Linked DNA regions of Mus musculus: region 2 is linked to region 1. The links are chromatin contacts, called in public Hi-C maps. All regions are on one chromosome and are shown on one strand. The core of a region is the stretch at or near the end of the contact, and the rest is flanking DNA. Distances in the headings are between cores, read along the strand shown.

What was found. Hi-C and Micro-C count contacts between places; a contact is called where the count stands out from the background.
Region 2: a contact with region 1 is called in a Hi-C map of centroblasts, with 1.5 times the contacts expected there. The contact joins the promoter of Rasgrp3 here to the enhancer-like site in region 1. A contact is called at or near these places in 2 of 39 promoter capture datasets (the HPC-7 cell line and macrophages), 3 of 484 Hi-C or Micro-C datasets (the HL-1 cell line, centroblasts and nephron progenitors) and 3 of 9 other capture datasets (adipose tissue, liver and pancreatic islet).

Annotation. Positions count from the first base shown.
Region 1 is chr17:75,389,013-75,391,738 of GRCm38.p6, forward strand. Ltbp1 (latent transforming growth factor beta binding protein 1) reads left to right here. Exons shown (of 34, transcript NM_019919.4): 33 at 418-567; 34 at 1,360-2,726. The coding sequence ends at 1,541. Among named protein-coding and RNA genes, the nearest start is that of Rasgrp3, 46 kb to the right of the region's middle. Within about 2 kb of position 1,334, at least 5 of the 459 cell types and tissues checked have an H3K27ac peak or open chromatin away from gene starts, as enhancers often do. A contact at or near this core is called in centroblasts, where this site is marked.
Region 2 is chr17:75,434,231-75,437,383 of GRCm38.p6, forward strand. It overlaps Rasgrp3 (RAS, guanyl releasing protein 3), which reads left to right and starts at 1,675. Exons shown (of 17, transcript NM_001166493.1): 1 at 1,675-1,938.

The sequences.
Region 1 (2,726 bases), core at 84-2,583:
ATGCCTGTCCTCAAACCTGGAGCCCTCTTAGAAAATACCTACAGAACCCTGGTCAGGAAGTTCACCAATCCAATCCCAGAAGGCTTTCTGACTGGAAATTCATATAAAACATTCAAAAAGTTCCACATTTCCTAATTTGAAAGACAAAGCTCAAGCCCGTGCTTGCTTTCTCATGTTATGTGGTTTCAGTATAAAGCATTGGAATTCAAAGAGTGGACTGGTTCATATAAAAAACTGCATCGTTTTATGCTTAGCACCGAGTACAGGTATACTTGATAGCAAATTCTAAAGCTAACATTAAAGTATCTAAGACAGATAAATAAAATAAACCAGATCTATAATAATAATAATAATTCAGTTTTCAATAGGGTAGGAGGGCAAACACTTCTAACCTGGCTTCTGCCTTTGCCTTTGCAGGCTTTCTAAATAGCTTTGAGGAGCTACAGGCTGAGGAGTGTGGCATCCTCAATGGTTGTGAAAACGGCCGCTGTGTGAGAGTCCAGGAAGGATACACTTGCGATTGCTTTGATGGATATCACCTGGATATGGCCAAGATGACCTGTGTCGGTAAGAATGAGAGTGTCCGTTAAGAGACACTTTCCCTGGTGTCCCCTGTGACTGGCTCTGGTCAGCTGAGTATGTGTCAGATACATGGGTGGGCTTGTGGTTTGGAAAGATGAAAAAAGGTTCTAGAAATATGCATGAAGTGTAATAATACTTCATGTCACATGACTATACACAAAAACAGTTAAGGTAGTCAATGGTATAGTCTGTATTTCTTTTATGACAGCTAAAACTCATAGTTATCACCCCATATAAGAAGCCTAAGTGTCATATTTTTCTCATGGTCAGAGACTGAATCCCAGGACTTTGTGCCTGCTACTCAAGAACTGTACTGTGAATGATGTTCTACCCCCAGCCCCACCCCTAAAAGGCCAGAATGTCTCAAGTAGTTATTTTGACTTTTAAATTTAAATTTTGACAGTTCAGTAATGACTCCCCTGAGTATGTGAGATAAATATAAAAGACTGAAGGCAACTAGGAAATAAACAACTTCCCTAGCAGTTATTTTGGATAAAAATCTTTAAAAAGAAAAAATCACCATTCACACTGTAGCTTGGATATATTAAATATCAAGCCGACAAATGTTGACATTGTATTAAATAACAGGGCAATTCCAGACTCTCCCTGATCACTTATTTTACTATGTATAAAGGCTTATCTTGCATATTGAGAGAGGTAAAAATGAGGAAACTGTCTGGTTTATGTGGCCAAGAACTGTGGACAGCACCCAGGCTGGCCGCTGCGTGTCACTGGTGAGTAACGTAGCATTAAACACCGTGGTTTGGTTTATTGCAGATGTAAATGAATGCAGCGAGCTGAATAATCGGATGTCTCTCTGCAAGAACGCCAAGTGCATTAACACAGAAGGCTCCTACAAATGCTTGTGTCTGCCAGGCTACATACCATCCGACAAGCCCAACTACTGTACACCCCTGAACAGCGCTTTGAATTTAGACAAAGAAAGTGACCTGGAGTGAAGGAGAAGAAGCTGCGTAACCTATGCCCATATACTCTGCACTGTGTAAAGGGAAAGGGAGAGATGTATACTTGAGACACTGCACCTAACCCAGAATGTGGCAAAGACAGAGACAACTTGGAGTTGAGTGAACCCCCAAAGACAGTGAGCGGATGGAGCTGGAACCTGACAGGTGCAACAGACCAAATGGACATTTCTTCAAAAACCCAGTATATATAGTCTGTTCATATGTAAAATTCAGTGGAAAAGAGGCAGGACATGGCTGTCATTTTAAACAGAGGTTGTATTATTATCTTGTTTTGATTTTTTTTTTTACTATTGCTTAAATTTGGCTTTTAAATATTAGTGGAAATGTTTTATGTGATCTTTCTTTTTGCTGTGCAGATCCTCAGCTGCCGTTTTTTTTTTCCTCCAATGATAATCTCAAGTGCAAACATCTTTGATAAAATATTGTTAAACTGTATTATAAGTAATATGACACAGGGTTGTGCTGTCCCTTGGTCTGGAGACTTTTAAAAAAACAAGTTGTCTGTCCTGTGGAGCAGGCAGTAATTGTTAAACTTTTGGAGGGGATGGAGAAACATCTTTATTTCAATGTATTACCAGATTGCCTGTCAATTGGATCCCTTACCTGGATGGAAGTGGAAGAGCTTCATAGAGTTTATTAATATTGTGATGTGTAAAGTCAACCGAGAAAAAATTAAAAACCTGAACATCCCCCCCCAAACATTTACCATTGTATGTTATAAGAAAATAAACTCACCATTTTTGTAGAAAAAAAAAATTTGAGTGTGGAAGAAGAAGTTGTCCCCTTCCTCATAACAGCTCCCCCATCTCTGATCTTTTAACCACTAGTCCTCCATCACGCTAGGCTTCTGTAAGTTAGGACTGGTTAGCTACTGTTACAGGTTGCTAATTTCCATCTTAGTTCCAGGCTGAAGTGCTGCATCCCCGTGCTTTAGAATGCGTGGATTCTCTTTGGAGACAAGATCTCTAAGGAGGAAATGAAAGTTACAGGAGACCAGTGGAGTAAACTGTAACCCAAGACTATGGGTGTCCTTAGATGACAGGGAAGTAAGGACTTGTGCAGAGAAAAGGTCATTTGAAGAGGGCTGGAAGGCGACCATCTTGCAAAAGAGTGAGGCCTCAGAGGGAAGCCAACTCTGCCACAGAGTTTGACAGAGTC
Region 2 (3,153 bases), core at 425-2,924, 46 kb after region 1:
ATCTCATTACCTTGTTGGAGTATGTGGAGTGAACTTGAGGGTGAGGACTGCCCACAGAAGAATGCAGTCCAGAGTTGGAGAGCTGGCCCAGTGGTTAAGAGCTCATCTGGCTCTTGCAGGGGACCTGGATTTAGTTCCTAGCACCCATGTCAGACATCTCACAACAGCTAATAACGCTAGTTCCATTGGATTTGACATCTCTAGTATCCAGTGGCATTAGAACTCATGGGTGTGCCCCCCACACACACGTAATTAGAAGTAAAACAAATCTTTAAAAAATAATACAGACCAGTTTATACTTCTACTTACTATTACACAAATGGTTGTTTCTCTACATATCAGTATCAGAAGTTAGCAAAAGTTTTAGCTGCTCGTCTGTTATGTGGGAAAAAATGCTATTATTTTGGGGTTTGCTTGCATTGTCAATAATATGAGGGAATTTGGATTGCAAGAATGCAGAAAAGCTATGTCTGTTTTTCCCATTCATATTAGATTCAGAAGGTATATTCCTTTTTTCTTTTCTTTCTTTCTTTCTTTCTTTTTCTTTCTTTTTTTTGGTATTTTGACTCAAGAAATTCTCTACTTTTTCTCTTAAAGACTTTTATAATTCCTCTGCATGTGTGTGTGAACACACACACACACACACACACACACACACACACACACTGGAGGGGTCACTTTGTAGAGGCCAGAGGAGGGTGTTGGCACTCTCAGAATTGGAGTTACAGGCATTTGTGGGATGCTGGGCTTATTCTATGGGTACTGGAAAACACTTTCTAGCCCCTAGGGTTGCTAGCAAGTGCTTGTAACCTGCTGAGTCAGCTTTCCAGCCTCAACATATTTTTAAATGAAAGGAGAGAATGAGTCTGACATGGTGCTCACTTTGTAATCCTAGTATTTGAGCGGTGAGGCAAGAGGATCACGAGTTTGAGCCTAGCTTGGGCTGTGTAGTAAGGCATCGTCTAAACTGTCTGAGGAAAGGAAAGGAAGGGAAGGGAAGGGAAAGGAAAGGAAAGGAAAGGAAAGGAAAGGAAAGGAAAGGAAAGGAAAGGAAAGGAAAGGAAAGGAAAGAAAAAAATAAGACAGAAAGCAAAAGAACAGAACAGAACCAGGTCTTCCTCCTGGTATTCAGGCACCCCCCCCCCACTCCCACAAATTTGTCTTTCAGGAAATGAAGGATGCAGTGTGAATCTGCTCGTGGTAGTTTACACAGAAAATGCTATTATTTCTGAATTCAAGCTTCGCTGGTGGGAAGTGACAACTTCTAGTCAAGTAGAGACTGAGGGACCAGTTAAGTCACAACTCAATGGCTCACACTAAAGTTGAATTATTTAGGTTAAATTTTCTTCAGTGTGTTTACCAGTGCAGACTTGGAAGGAACACACACACACACTCATACATGCATATGTGTGCACATGCACACGTGCGCACACACACATGCACACTGTACACACACACACACACACACACCTAACACACACACCTCTGACTGCCTTTTGAAATCAAATACATTTCCTGCCTCCTCTTTCCTCGGTACTCACAGCAGCAGCTTATTTATAGCACAGGAAAGGGGAAAAAAACAGCGCTCCACTGGAGGCCGGAAAACTAAGTAGGGAAAGAATAGGAGGAAGTGGGCCTGCCATTTAGCCAAACAGCCTTTACTTCATTGAGCTCAAAGCCTAGCCCCTTCAAGGTAGTGGTTTGTTGGGCACGAATAGGCTTGCAAATCTCTTTCTTTCTTTCTTCTTCTTTTTATTATTTTGCTTTTCCTCTTCACTTATGAATTGGACTTGAGCAATGGAGGGGACAACAGCTCTTTCAGGGGGAGCCCAGCCATCTTGAGGGGTTCAGGCACCTTGAAGAGACTTTCAAGAACCTGGTGAAAGGAGGATCCACACCTCTTGTGAACTTCCACTGACTACATGACTGCGGATTCGGGTATGTGTCCCTTTTAAGTTTGCGTCTTGCTATTTCTCACGTTTCCTTGGCTTTGCTTATTGGGCACAGGCAATATTTGTGATCTGAGGGCAGGTCCTACTATAACTGTAACACGAGCTTTGCTTGTGTCTCTGAAGAGTAGCCAGCCGTCAGAGTCAGCAATGGCATCCTGAGCTTCTGGTAGCAAGTGTGTATTTTACGGAAGTTGTTTTCTTGTGGTGACTTCCTTAAATCTCAGCATCATCTATAATCTCCCTGACGGTCATTTTTGAAAACATCTGCCTGACACTATTTGTGCTTTGTGTCAGGCTGGTCAGTAATCTGTCGGTCACTTCTTTGAGGAATACTGGTTTAGAATATACTTAATAACCATGTCTTTAAACACAACCAAACCATTGCTGAAGTTATTTTGCTGAAATTTAAGTTTTGTGTACAGCTGTGAAGATGAAAATTCATCTGGTACAAAGTTTCCTTTCTTAATCAATCATTCTTAAACAATGATGAACTTCTAAAACATAAAGGCAACATCCAAGCCCTGAGCTTTTCCAGAGACAGGAATTATTCATAGCAATTATTTACATCTGAGTTTTTTTCCAAAACCTTTCTGCTGTATAAATTTTGAGGGTCTTGAAAAAATATCCTTGTGCTTAGAAATGGAAAGGTGGGAGGGAAATTAAATAAACCTAAAAGAGTTGATGATGCTCACAAAAACTTGGAAGGCTTCTGGGGACATGCCGAGGGACATCCCTTGGCATTACGTGAATGCTTTTGTTTAAATGATGAGCCTGTGTGCTTCCAGGGCAGATAACCTCCACCTTTGCGTGGTAATGACGCTTGATTGATGTCAGCACAGTGACTGACCAAGAAGTAGGCTCTGCCAGTTGTTGAGAAGGAAACAGGTTGCTTTTCTTTCTGCCTCTCCTTGCATGAGATTTGTGTGTTTAGAGTTTGCAGCAAGAAGATAGCAAAGTTAAAAAAGCAGAACTGTGAGCCCACCAGAACTGGTGCGGAGCCCGGGGCTTCCTTCTAAGTCATGGTGGCTCTCTTTGGCCCTTTTCTCTGCTGAAAGAATTTAAGTGGGTATTTTGTTGTTGTTGTTGTTGTGCTGTTTTATATTGTTTTTCTGACTAGAAATTTGTAAGTCATTCCATGGAAATAGGTTCACAGAGATATTTTTTTAAAAACACAGGAAAAGCATGACTGTTTTGTTTGTAC